2 separate regions of the Mus musculus genome follow, and region 1 is linked to region 2. The links are chromatin contacts, called in public HiChIP or PLAC-seq maps. All regions are on one chromosome and are shown on one strand. Each heading gives the region's core, a stretch centred on a gene start, on an enhancer-like site or on the middle of the called end of the contact. The rest is flanking DNA. Distances are from core to core; before and after follow the strand shown.

The links. HiChIP or PLAC-seq counts read pairs in DNA pulled down with a chosen protein or histone mark.
Region 1: an H3K27ac HiChIP or PLAC-seq map of microglia shows a contact between it and region 2, with 4 times the contacts expected there. The contact joins the promoter of 4930417O22Rik here to the promoter of Psme3 in region 2. A contact is called at or near these places in 1 of 39 promoter capture datasets (hippocampal neurons) and 1 of 115 datasets of contacts at active chromatin or transcription factors (microglia).

Annotation. Positions count from the first base shown.
Region 1 is chr11:101,950,856-101,957,351 of GRCm38.p6, forward strand. 4930417O22Rik (RIKEN cDNA 4930417O22 gene) reads left to right here and starts at 1,566. Exons shown (of 4, transcript NR_045806.1): 1 at 1,566-1,624; 2 at 4,840-5,009; 3 at 5,196-5,246.
Region 2 is chr11:101,311,127-101,317,596 of GRCm38.p6, forward strand. It overlaps Psme3 (proteaseome (prosome, macropain) activator subunit 3 (PA28 gamma, Ki)), which reads left to right and starts at 5,087. Exons shown (of 11, transcript NM_011192.4): 1 at 5,087-5,362; 2 at 6,055-6,087; 3 at 6,203-6,265. The coding sequence starts at 5,321.

The DNA of each region.
Region 1 (6,496 bases), core at 316-2,815, 640 kb after region 2:
ACCTTTTAAGGACTGGGGAATTTTTTTTTAAATACATAATCTGGATTTTAGAGTCTCCAACAAAAGCAATACCATGTATAAGGGTGTATAAATAGAATTACTTTTGACAGTAACTATTGCTAATAAGTGGCATAAAGTCATCTTTATATCTTATATAGGCATAAGTCATCTTTCTGCCTATATGAGGCAGATTTGTCCTTTGTATAAGAATTAGAAAAGTTTTGTAAAAGCAGAAAACACACACACACACCACCACCACCACCACCACCACCACCACCACCACCACCAGCACCACCAGCACCACCAGCACCACTGCCACCCAGACACAGCTCAGTCAGGGCCAGCTGATGTGGTAGGGCTGCCTCAGAACCCAGCTGGAGTGTGATTTTAAATTCAGCTTCCTGGACTCAGCTTCGGAACTGCCTGTCAGAATCCGGGGAGCAAAGCAAAGGCCTGGAAATGTGAATTCATCCCAGCTCCCCTGCTGACTCTGAGGTACCCCAAACTGCTAATTTCATTGGCTTCCTTGTAATCGTTTGACCAAGACATTAGAGGTCAGGAGAAGGGAGAAAGAAGGTGGTAGATTCAGGAGGGAAATGGAGAGAATGAAGGAGATTTCTAGGACATAGAAGCCAGACTGGGCCTGTGCTGGTTGGAGAACCAGAGGCTAGGCTGAAGGTTTGCAGGGCTGGGTAGCATGGAGGAGCTGTGGTGAAGCCAGGGTCCAGGGTACAGCACCAGAGAGGTTGGACTACTTAGCTGGCCGGATGAACAGAAGCAGGGGTGGGTGGGTGAATAAACTGGTCCCACGGTGACTTTGTAGTGTGTGTCTTTATCTCCCTAGAGAGAAAGAAAAGGGCAGGGGAAGAAATTTAGAGGGAGTTTATGAATGACGGAGATTTAAAGAAAAGCCTTTGCTGGAAAAGGCATGCAAAGTACAGAGGAGTCAAGATGAAGAAATAGAAGAAGTTGAAGCCTTAGTGGGGGTGACAAGAGCGTAGCCAGGAGACTAAGGAGAGGGAATGTTGGTGTATGTATGTATGTGTGTATGTATTTATTTTTTTATGTATGTATTTGTGGAGGGTGTTCAGGTGTGTGCATGTGTTTGCCTGTGTGTGGATGTATGTGCATGTGTGTATTTGTGTGTGTGGAGACAAGAGGTTGACCTTTGATGTTCCATCTTGTTTCTTGAGACAGGGTCTCTCACTGATTACTAATTAGGCTGGGCTGTCTGGCCAGGAGCTTTAAGATCTCTGCTCCCTGCCTTCCAGGTGCTGGAAATACATCCATGTGCTGGGAATTGAACTCCAGTTCTCACGATTTTGCAGCAAGCATATTACCAACCAAGCCATCCCGCAGGACTCAGTGAGCTCATATTTAAATGACACCTTGGTGGCCATGGTAACAGTGGTAGCGGAGTGACCAATGGCCCACCTGCCAAGACTACGGTGCTGCTTTCTAGGAACTAAAAGGGCAAGGTGGATGAGGGCGGAAACCGGATGGATGAGGACTAGTGGGCAGAGACAGCGGATAAGGGACCAGGTGGAAGCTAACTAAACCGGAAGTGGAATCTTTTCCTGAAGGGAGGGCTAGATGACTCCCTGAAGAGCCTTCCCTATCCCAGGTATGGATGACATTTTAAAGAGTCACCCGGCGCACACCATCATCAAAAGTTGGCAACTTCGTTTTACCTCCGGGTCTCCTTTCCGAAAGGAAAAGGCACCGGGGCTGGCAGAGAGCATGTAACTTAGACCGCCATCCCTGGTTTCGTGCCGGCACACGGTCCAGCCACATTTTTAGAAAAACGTTCCCTTTTAAATTTGACTTGTCTTACTTAGCCAGATTGACAGGGCGGGGGTGGATAAGTCCCTATGAATAGTGAGCACACGTGAATGAGGAGACTCATTATCTTAAATTGAGACTGGTTTCTAAGAAAAAGAGAAAGGGGAAAAAGTCACTGGGCCGACAGCTTCCCCCCTTCCCCCAGCCCGTAGAGGACCAGGGCTTTGCCACCCTCCTCCCTGTGAGTACACAGACTCCACTGGGCCCCAGCAAGAGGAAGGAAACAGACAGAGGGAGGAAATCAAGAGATTAGAGAAGTTGACAGACGGAAATAGCGACTCAGGAGCCGCGCTGTCCCGGCCTCGTTCCCCAGGGAGCCTTTTGTACCACGGAATCTAGTTGCCTGAATGAAAAATGATATCATTTATTTCTTTTGTCCAGGTTGCACTGTTTTCTGCAGACACAGAAATAACCTAACACCGCAACACCCGACTGTTGGCCAAGTGATAGAGTTATCTGTCATCTTGGCCCTCAATAATGTCCTGAATAAACAACCACAGGCTTGGTGTTCTAGGGAGGGGCCCTGCTCCCCCATCCCCGTGATGACTCTGCAAAGAGGCTTGAATGAGCAGCTGGCCGAAGCCAGTGCTGCTAGCTTGAGAAGGAGGGTGACTTTGTAGATCACCAGCAACACGTGCATTCAGTCCACAAACACTTGCAAACTCTGACTCTGGCCAAACTTAGTGCAAAAGGCTTGCAACTACAGATGTGCAGAGATGGCTGTGTGTTGGCCAGAAGTCAATATCAGATATCCTCCCGGGTCACTCACCATATTGTCTTTTCAGACAGAGTTTCTCACAGAACCTGGAATTCAAACTCCAGGGCTCCACCTGTCTCTGCCCCTGAGGCCCAGTACTAGGAGTTACAGATGTGTGTCAACGGGCCTTGTTGTTACATAAATACTGGCAACCTAAAAGCTTGGCTTGAAGTTTATCTTTTAGATAATAGGGCACTGTGGTTTGAACAGGGAAGGGAAGTGGTTTTGTATTAGAACTGCCTTGGTTCATTTTCGGTGGTTAACTACCTGAGGCTAGTTAATTTATTTAGAGGTGTGCTTTTTTTGCTCACGACTCTGGAAGCCTAAGAAGATTTGTATGACTTCTGGTGAGGACCTTCATGCTGGATAACATCATGGTGGAGGTCATTACGCCGCCAGCATGTGCAATAACCAAGCCACTTTCTTAATAGCTCATTAATCCATTCATGAAGATTCTGTTTCCGGGATGCAATTGTCTCTTTCCAGATGGCACAATGGAGATGGGGTTTCAGCATAAGCTCTATCAGGGGCATCATTCCTTGGGGTCATGAAGAAACCCTACCTTATGTAGTGTTTAAAACTATCTTTACTTATTGGGGTTACACATAAGCCACAGCACATGTGTGGGAAGTTTGAGGACAACTTACGGGAATCTCTTCTCTCTCTCCACCATGTGGATTCCAAGACCAAACTTAAGTTGTCAGATTTTGTGGCAAGCACCTTTACCCCTAGAGCCATCTCAGTAGCCCTCCACCCTTTGTTCTCTCAGGAGACAAATGCAGATATCTTTCTTATAAATTGCAAGGGTGAGAACATAGAAAGAATCGAAATATCCACTCATGGCAAATGACTGGGCAGTGACATCTTCGTAAAATGGGACAGTGTCCAGTAGTTTTAAATGATCTGGCATGAGGCTAGAGAGATGGATCAACAGATAAGAGCATTTGGTGCTCTTGCAGAGGACTAGGTCTTGTCTATGGAGGTCAGAAGAGGCTGTTGGATCCCCTGGAAGCAGAGATACAGTTGAAAGCCATCATGTGGGTGCTGGGAATCAAAGCAAGATCTGAAGCAAGGGCAGCCAGAACTCTTAACTGCTGAGCCAGCTCCCTAGATCAGTTAATATATATATATATATGTTTTTTACTTTTTCCTTGATAATTGTATTTGATCATTCCCACCCTGATTCCTCTCCTCCAGATAAAAAAATACTGCCAGGCAAGAAGGGGCCTGTGGGAGAGACTCAGGCAGCCTCTCAACTTCCCCTAGGCTTGTCTGGATGCAGGAGATCTTATGGCAGAAGGCAGATCTTATGGAATCTCTGAGAGGCATGCATACAGGAAACGCACTAGTTTCTTGGGCTGAGAGGCAAGGTCCCAGCCCCCTGCTCAGTGTTCCTGGAAGGTGTGGAACTCTCTCTTGTACAGGCTGGCCCTTCTGACCTGCTGTGATTTCTAGATCTCTACCTTGTTCAGTTTCCAGTACGCCAGTACCAATCTTGGAACCTGCCCACCAAAAGGCAGAAGTGATGTTTTAAAGTATCTAGGAAAGTCTTTTAGCAAAGCATAGTCTAATAAGAATGGTGTACATGCATGCTTTTGTGAGTGCATGACTCTGTGTGTGTGTGTGTGTTTGTGTGTGTGTACTTAAGTTTCATGAGCCAAGTAGAAGTGAATAGTGAATGTTCCCTAAGAGGGTTTGCAGTAGCTTTGGTGACTCGAGGATGCTCACTGATAAGGATGTTCAGTTTAGGGAAATATGAAGGACTCCTCTTTGAGAATGCACATCTGGAGACTGGAGAGATGGTTCAGGGTTCATAGACACCTGCTGCTTTACAAAGGACAGGAGTTTAGCTTCAAGCACCCACATGGTGGGGGGTTGGGGAGTGTCACAACTGTCTATGACTCTAGTTCTAGGGAGTCTATGCCTAGTCCTTCAGCACCAGACACACACATGGTATACATACATACATACATATGTGCAGGCAAATACTTATACATATTTTTAAAAGAATGCATTTTTAGACTTTTAAATTACACACACACACACACACACACACACACACACACACACACTAAGCAGGGTATCACTATGTAACCTAGCTGGCCTCAAAGTCAAAGAGTTTCACCTTTCTTTGCCTCCTAAGTGCTTGGATGAAAGGTATGCATCACCATGGCTCGTCTAGACTTCTTAACCCATGGGTCTCCTCCTGACAACTGAACCCCTCTTTTTGTTTGAGAAAGGTTTTCCCAACATTGCCCTGGATATCCTGGAGCTTGCTGTGTAGATCAGGCTGGCTTTGAACTCCCAGAGTGCCACCACTCTCAGCTTTGTAGAAAGAATATCTTACAAGCATCACCTAGAGACACTGAGGGCGACTCGAAGGAAGAAGCGAACCAGGATGGAAGGAGAGGTAACTAACCATGTGGAAGACACAGAATGGTTTGAAAGAGTTAAAGAAGTAAGAGCTAGTGGGGGAATGAGCCAAAGCTTATGTCTAAGCCACCTATTAATAAGTGCTCTCAGAGTAGTTATTGTTGAGAACTAAGTGGACGGGAGGAAATATTTATTACACAGCTTGCATCTATTTTATGTCCAGGTTGGAGCCACAGAGGGAAAGAAAAGCCAACATGTTATACTTGTCCCAGAGGTAAGCGTTGCTTCCACCCCAGCCTAGAGTCTGCAGCCTCGCGGCAGAGGGAGAGTGCAGGCGGTCCTGGAGCCACAGATGACTTTCTGAAATTCTGAAGAGACATGCACCCTAGAAGGACTTCAGGGCTGAGCATATGTAGTCTGCTGCAAGTCTGCCTGATGCTAGCAGCAAACCAGACAGACGCTTTAAGAAAAACGTGAGCACACAGCCAACAGTGTGGTTGTTATGCCTCTCAGGGGCCATTTGGTTTTCAACTCATAGGGCAAGATGAGCATGTGACATCAGAGTCACACACACAATCACACAATTTTAAGTACTGTACTTGCTCTCAGATTTTTCTTCCTTTTTTTCTTTGTGGTGTGTGTGTGTGTGTGTGTGTGTGTGTGTGTGTGTGTGTGTGTATGGGCACTGAGTTGGAGAACTCTCTGTAGTGACCTTCTCCAGACTAGACATACCTTCAGTGCTTTATATTCACAGGCCTTCTTGTTACCCCAGACCCTCATATATGGGCCCATTTACATCCATGAACATTTACACCTTACTCGCCACCTCCTCGGGGAGGACAAAGCCAGCCTCCTCCAGGGCCTCTATCTGTGTGCCAGCTAATTTTCTTTTTCTCTATAGGACTTTTCATTTCTAGACATTATGCAATGTACAAGTTATCCATCCAGGCAAGTCTGTTTCCCATTGACAGTGATACAACCCAGACCGACTGTGCTTTGACGACAGTAACAAGAAAGTTTAATTTGGCTCTGAGTTCTGGAGGTGCAAGGTGGTGGGTGATCCAGGGAAGGCCTTCTTGCTAGAGCTTCCCAAGGAGCAGGTCAGGTGACATAAGGCAGCAAAAGGTGTATGGGTCTCTCCCAGGCCCCCTCTCTCCATGTAGCCATTAGGAGCTCTGCAAAAGACCATCTCAAATCCCAAAGGCTCTGCTCCAAATGCTGACACTAGGTAAAGTTTTCATCTTCCCAGTACTTAGCAATGAGACTTCAGACTCATGCCCAAAACGTTAGAGACTGTGACTGTCACTATTTCTTGTAGATTTGACACAGTTTAGAATTACTGGGGAAGGGAGTCCATGAGAGATTTCGTAGAACAGGTTGTTTTGTGGCATGTCTGTGGGAGATTACCTGGAATATGAAGACTCCAATTCTACAGCAATGAACTATAACCTGGAATTATAATACTTATACATTCCTCTCTCTCTCTTAAAGTAGCTTTGGGCCGGCAGTGGTGGCGCAGGCCTT
Region 2 (6,470 bases), core at 3,837-6,336:
TACACATATCTGGTGGCAAGTGGAGGCCAGAAGAGGATGTTGGATCCTGTGGAACTGGAGTTATAGACAGTTGTGAGCCACCGTATGGGTGCTGGTAATTGAACCCAGGTACTCTGGGAGAGAAGCCAGTGTTCTTAACCACTGAACAATCTCTTCAGTCCCCTACTTCCTGTTTTGTGAGAGAAGGGCTCCCTATATCACTGATGCTTGCCTCAAATTCACTGTCTTTCTACCTCAGCCTCCGAAGTACACTGACACCTGCACCCCACCCCATATGTATACAGAGGGCAAACACGCATATCCATACACATGATAACAAGAAATACAATTCTCAAGAGGAAAATGTAAAGTCAGGCATGGTGGCACATGCCTTTAATCCCCATACTCAGGATGCAGAGGTAGTCAGATCTCTATGAAGGCCAGCCTGATCTAATAGCAAACTCAAGGCCAGCCAGTAAAGATCTTGCTTCAAAAAAAAAATGATGAAATAAAGTTACATATGAAGATGTAGATTTTGACTGAAAGCTAATATCAGGGTTTGGGCAAAGTGGCTCAGTTGTCAAATATTCGCTGAGTGTGTATGAGCCCTGAGTTTAATCCTCAGAATTCACATAGTGGAAAGAGAGAATCAGGTCCTGCAAGCTGTCCTCCAACCTTTGTGCGCGCACTGTGGCATACAACTGGGTCAGCAATGAATAAATACATACTTTAAATGATTTTAAAAACATAAGTTCGCCTTTAATCTCAGCACTTGTTCAGGCAGAGGCAGGTGGATTTCTGAGTTTGAGGCCAGCCTGGTCTACAGAGTGAGTTCCAGGACAGCCAGGGCTACACAGAGAAACCCTGTCTTGAAAAACCAAAAACCAACCAACCAACCAAACAAACAAAAAAAAAAAAACCAACCTAAGTTATCCAGCTGAGGGGTAAGGCTCTTCCTGGAGCTGTTTTGTCATCAGGCAACAGAGCTTCAGGATGTTCTCATCCCCAGCATGCCTGCGAGATTTCCTGGAGAAATTCTAGTTTTATGAGCTACCTTTCCCATATTTTAGGGTCCCTTTACAACTGTCAGATTTGGTTGGTTTTTGATACGGGGACTTACTTTGTTACTGTTAGCCTGGCCTTGAACTCCTGGGTTCTAGAGATCTTCCTGTTTCACCTCCCAAGCAGCTGTTTTTCCCGACCAAGCTCAAGGCCCACAGATCCAGCCACAGGCCTGCCTTAGTTTGGAATTAAGCCAAGATATCTATGTTGGCTCAACTCTCAGTGGAAGACTCAGAACAGGGAGTGCTCTCGTCAGAAAGAGGAAGGGCTAGGGTAATTGTAGGAATGGCCAACCTCAAGTTAACTGTGTTTATTGTTGTCCTTTGGTAACTATATATTTTAGGTTATGTTTTCAGTTGCTTACATATAGCAGAGACCAACCCCCATCAGGCTAGACCAATGAATTCTTAAAAATTAAAAGTAGCAGCACTTGGGAGGCAGAGGCAGGCAGATTTCTGAGTTCGAGGCCAGCCTAGTCTACAAAGTGAGTTCCAGGAAAGCCAGGGCTACACAGAGAAACCCTGTCTCGAAAAAAAAAAAAAAAAAAGTAGGGCTGTCTGTAACTCTGGAATCTGACACCCTTAAGTAGACATACACGTAGGCAAAACACCCATGTACTTAAATAAAATCAATTATTTTATTTTTATTTTTAAGTTTTCTTTAAAAATTAAAAATATAGTACAATTTTGCATTTCGTGTGGTCTACCAGTTTTCTCTGAAACACAAACATTAACTCCATTAAATGTGGTCATTCACTCCTTCAAAAATTATAATCATCAAATGAGTGGTTGGTTTCTCTCCCTTGCCGCGAAATACTCTAGGGCCAGAGCTCTGGTTCCGATCTTGGCATACTTCAGAGTTATTAGGAAAAATTCCATTTAATTCATTTAAAACAATTATATTTTGGACAGTAATTGTTAGAGGGAAAGAGGCAAAGAGAACCACACCAGGTATTGTTAAAGCCCAGATATTTGCAGCTATGCGTGGTAGTACATATGTGTAAGGCCAACCCTGAGGAGGTGGAGGGCAAGAGGATGGGGAGTTCAAGACTAGCTTAGTCTACATAGTGAGTTGGAGGTCAACCTGTCACTACACACAAGCCCTGACTGGTGGTAGTGGTGGTGGGGAGCAAGAAATAAAAAGAAAGAGGAGAAGATGCTGAAGCATTTCCTCAAGAACTGGAAGAGGACGGACTCCAAGGCACAAAAGGAAGGATGGGCTTCCTCAGGAAGAGAGATGTTTCCTCTAGTGAGAGAAGATGAGGCAAGACAGGAAGTATTGGTAGGTTGGCAATTCCGTGCTAAGGTGCTACCTTGGTTCCCTTCTACTGCTGACATCAAAGCCATGAGTGAAAGCAATTAGGGGAGAAAAGGGTCTATTTCATCTTTCAGTCTAACAGGAAGGAAAGTTAGAGCAGGAACTCAAGGCAGGAACCTGAAGGCGGAAACTAAAGAGAAAAACAGGAGAATGGTTCTGGGTTTCTCTTCTTGGCGTGCTCAGTTTGCTTTCTTATAAACCCTAGAACCACTTTTTGCTGGATCTTTTCATATCAATCATCAATCAAGAAAGTGCCCCATGGGGGCTGGAGAGAGGGCTCAGTGGTTAAGAGCATTGACTGCTCTTCCGGAGGTCCTGAGTTCAAATCCCAGCAACCACACGATGGCTCACAACCATCTGTAATGGGATCTGATGTCCTCTTCTGGTGTGTCTGAAGAGAGCAATGGTGTGCTCATATACATAAAATAAATACATAAATCCTAAAAAAAAAAAAGCATGGCAGTTATTCCACATATGAGGAAAACTTGTCAAGAGCACAGAGAAAGAGCTCAAGAGTTATCGTACATTTGATTGACATTTATGGACATGAATTTAAAGTAAGGCCAGCCATTCTGGAGCACACAAAAACAAGAGGCATTTACAATTGTTTTCTCAGTAAGTTGATGGATCACTGCCTACAACTTTCAGGAAAAGTATGTCTGCCTTCTTACAGTGTATCTGAAGACAAAGCAAGTTTTTGAGCATGAAGCCATTATTTCAATAAGCACAAACACTAGTTTTGAAGTTAGAATTCTGAAAGACGCACATAATAGTGGCCCAGTTACAGTAGAAGGAAGTTAATCTGAGAGCGAATTCTGATGTTAAGCATCCCGTAAGATGGAAAGTTACTACTGTTAACAGGATGTAGTGTGAAAGGTGAACTGGTAGAAGTGAGTGGACAAGGGGTGTGTGTGTGTGTGTGGTATTTCCACTTGAGTAAGTGGGAAGGACTATCTTAGACTCCTGTTACTGCCTGCCTGCCTGCCTGCTATTGTCTGCCTGCCATTTCTTTGCATTATGGTCACTTTATTTTCTGGCATTTTTTCCCCCAATATGAAGCACCAGTGACAAACAGAAACTTTAAACAGATTGTTTATTGTCTATATCTCAGAGCTGTTGCATTCCATATAGGAGTTGCTGGCTATACATGGCTATTGAGTACTACAGTGTATCACACTTCCTGTTGTTGGTTGTTGTTTTTTCTTCCTTTTTAAAAGATGTATTTATTTATTTATTGTGTATACAGTGTTGTGCCTGTGTACATGCCTGCACACCAGAAGAGGGCACCAGATTTCATTATAGGTGGTTATGGGCCACCATGTGGTTGCTGAGAATTGAACTTAGGACTTCTGAAAGAGTGGCCAGTGCTCTTAACCTCTGAGCCATCTCTCCAGCCTGTTTGGTTGTTTTGTTACTTTTTAGATATGGCCTTACTCCGAAGCTCAGGCATTTAAAGTCATTATTTACTATGGCTGCTTGCTTACTTTCTAATGTGTGCGCAGAGGTAATAGGACCACTTGCAGGGGTTCTTTCTCATACTGTATGTGTCTAAGGATTGAATTTACATAGCTAGGCTTACAGGCGAGTACCTTAATTCCCACTATGTCATCCATCTTTTAGGTCCTTGTAGCTCAAGTTTCCTGAATATTTTCCATTTAGTTGGTTGACCCGGTGATTTGGAAATCCAGATACAAAAGGCTGACTGCATTGTAATATAAATGTTATTGAAAGTGGCTAAGCCGGGCAGTGGTGGCACACGCCTTTAATCCCAGCACTCGGGAGACAGAGGCAGGCAGATTTCTGAGTTTGAGGCCAGGCCTGGTCTACAACGTCAGTTTCAGGACAGCCAGAGCTACACATAGAAACCCTGTCTCGAACCCCCCTCCCCCCGCCAAAAAAAAAAAAAAAGAAAAAAAAGAAAAAGAAAAAGAAAAGAAAAGAAAGAAAAAAAGAAAAGAAAAAGGAAGTGGCTAAAGTTATTTAATTTTTAAAAAATGTGTCTGCTAGAAGACTTTACCCTATATACATGATGCGCACATTTCTAGTCTCTCCAGAATACTTTTCTGGGGTCTAGCACATACCCCTACTCCATTTGATTGCATGGAATAACACAAACTAAAAGATACACTGCCTAATTGTTGAAAGAGGAGATGCTGTCTCAGACTTGCGTTAGGAAAATGGTAACCTTTTTCCTCTAGAACTGGGAGGATTTGATTCTAGTCAAGTCATTGGAAGCAACGTGTTGTGTCTTAGATAAGCCACGAGGCTGTTTTGGGCGTGAATTTGTCCTTCAGGTATTTGGTATCTGAGGTCTGCACGTTTATGATAACTTTCCCCGGAAAGCCCGGTGCAATGGAACGCGTCTTCGGTTTGACACTAGCCCGAGGGACGGGAGGCGGGAGTCAGCAGTCACAGCCCGGAACCTTAAACTAGGGACCCGGGCCGCGGGCTTCTCCGGCTCACGTCACTAGGGCGCGACGCCTACTCTTCCAGAAGCCCCGGCACATGAGGTCCCACGGTGAAGTCGAGTTCCGGGACAATAAGACACATCACTCTTGAGTCCCCAGGAGGTTTGGATCTCAGCATCCCTGTCCTAGGTTGACCACCACAGGGCACAAGGCCCGGAAGCTCCGACAGCCCCTCCAGGAACCTGTAGAACTGAGTATCAGAGCGGCTGCGCAGGGCACGTGCTCATCCTCCCCGGAGTGCCGGCGATTGGCTGTGACGCAACTTCCGGCGTGAGCGGCGAAAGCCGGGAGGGCGAGCGAGAGAGCAAGCAGCCAGCAGGCGGGCGGGCGGGTGGCCGGCCGGCACGGAGGGAGGGGACGAGCAAGCGGTGAGCAAGCCAGCGAGGGTGCCCGGGTCCCGAGGGCAACGGAGATTCCTCAGGCCCCTCCGGTGCCCTCCCCGGAGCCCAGAGCACCTCCGGCACCCAGCGGAGCGGACACGGCCCGGCCTGGCCATGGCCTCGTTGCTGAAGGTGGATCAGGAAGTGAAGCTCAAGGTAGCGGCATAGCTCCGGCCCCCTCATCCCTCCCTTCGAACCCCCAGCAGTCGGATCTGCTCCCCACTCCCTATGTCGTCTTTGTCTCCCTGGGGACACCAGCTCTGAGCTTCCGCCTGGCTCAACCCAGCCCCCCACGCCTGGAGACGGCATTGGAGAGGACCGTATAGGGTGGCTTTCTGTCCTGCTTCTGGTGATGGAGTGCACCAGGGACTCCTCCGCGGACACGTGTTAAACTCAATGCTTTAGGCTAATGACAGGTGGAAGTCCCCTGGCCCAGCCACGTCCCCGCCCCCGGACGCTGCCACTGACCCTGCCCTTGGAGGCTGGCTTACTGCGTAGGATGGGGCCAGGTCTGGGTGGGAGTTGGCACGTTTGTGAGCTCACTTCTTCCAGTCTGGCTTTTGTCTGCTTATGAAATTGAGAGGGTTTTAGACAACTGGAGGGAGGGACAAAGGGAGGTGAGGGGTGGGTAGGAAGGGAGAGAAGGGGAGACAGGTGCTGGCCTGTAACCCGAACATCCTCTCCCGAGATGGAGAAATGGATCTTGAAAAAGATGAAGTATTTGCAGTCTGGGGGCCTCTCACCTTCTAATTATAATTTCAAGGTGAGGGCGAGACAGCTGGATTTGGGGTTCCCCATCCATGCCCTTGTATCACTAGGTGTTAAGTTGCTCTCTCTGTTCATTGTAGGTTGATTCTTTCAGAGAGCGGATCACAAGTGAGGTGAGTGTTGTAAAGGAGAAAAGTGGTGATGGTTAATAGCTGGGGGTGTCCCCAAAAGATCTGTAGTGAGGGACTGTCCCACGTTTATTAATTCAGGTGTATTCTCTCTGTCTAGGCAGAAGACTTGGTGGCAAATTTTTTCCCAAAGAAGTTACTAGAACTTGATAGTTTTTTGAAGGTGAGAGACACTTTTGTTTCTTTAAATTACTTCTTTGGTCCCTGTCTTTGTGACAGGCGGGGCAGATTGTGTGTTGATTCTGTTCTCTTGTGTACTGTAAAGCATTCTTTTTTTTCTTCGATTTCACAAGAAATACTCCTCTCTCTCTCTCTCTCTTTCTCTCTCTCCTTGTTTTTGATTTTGTTTTAAACTTACACTAATACTG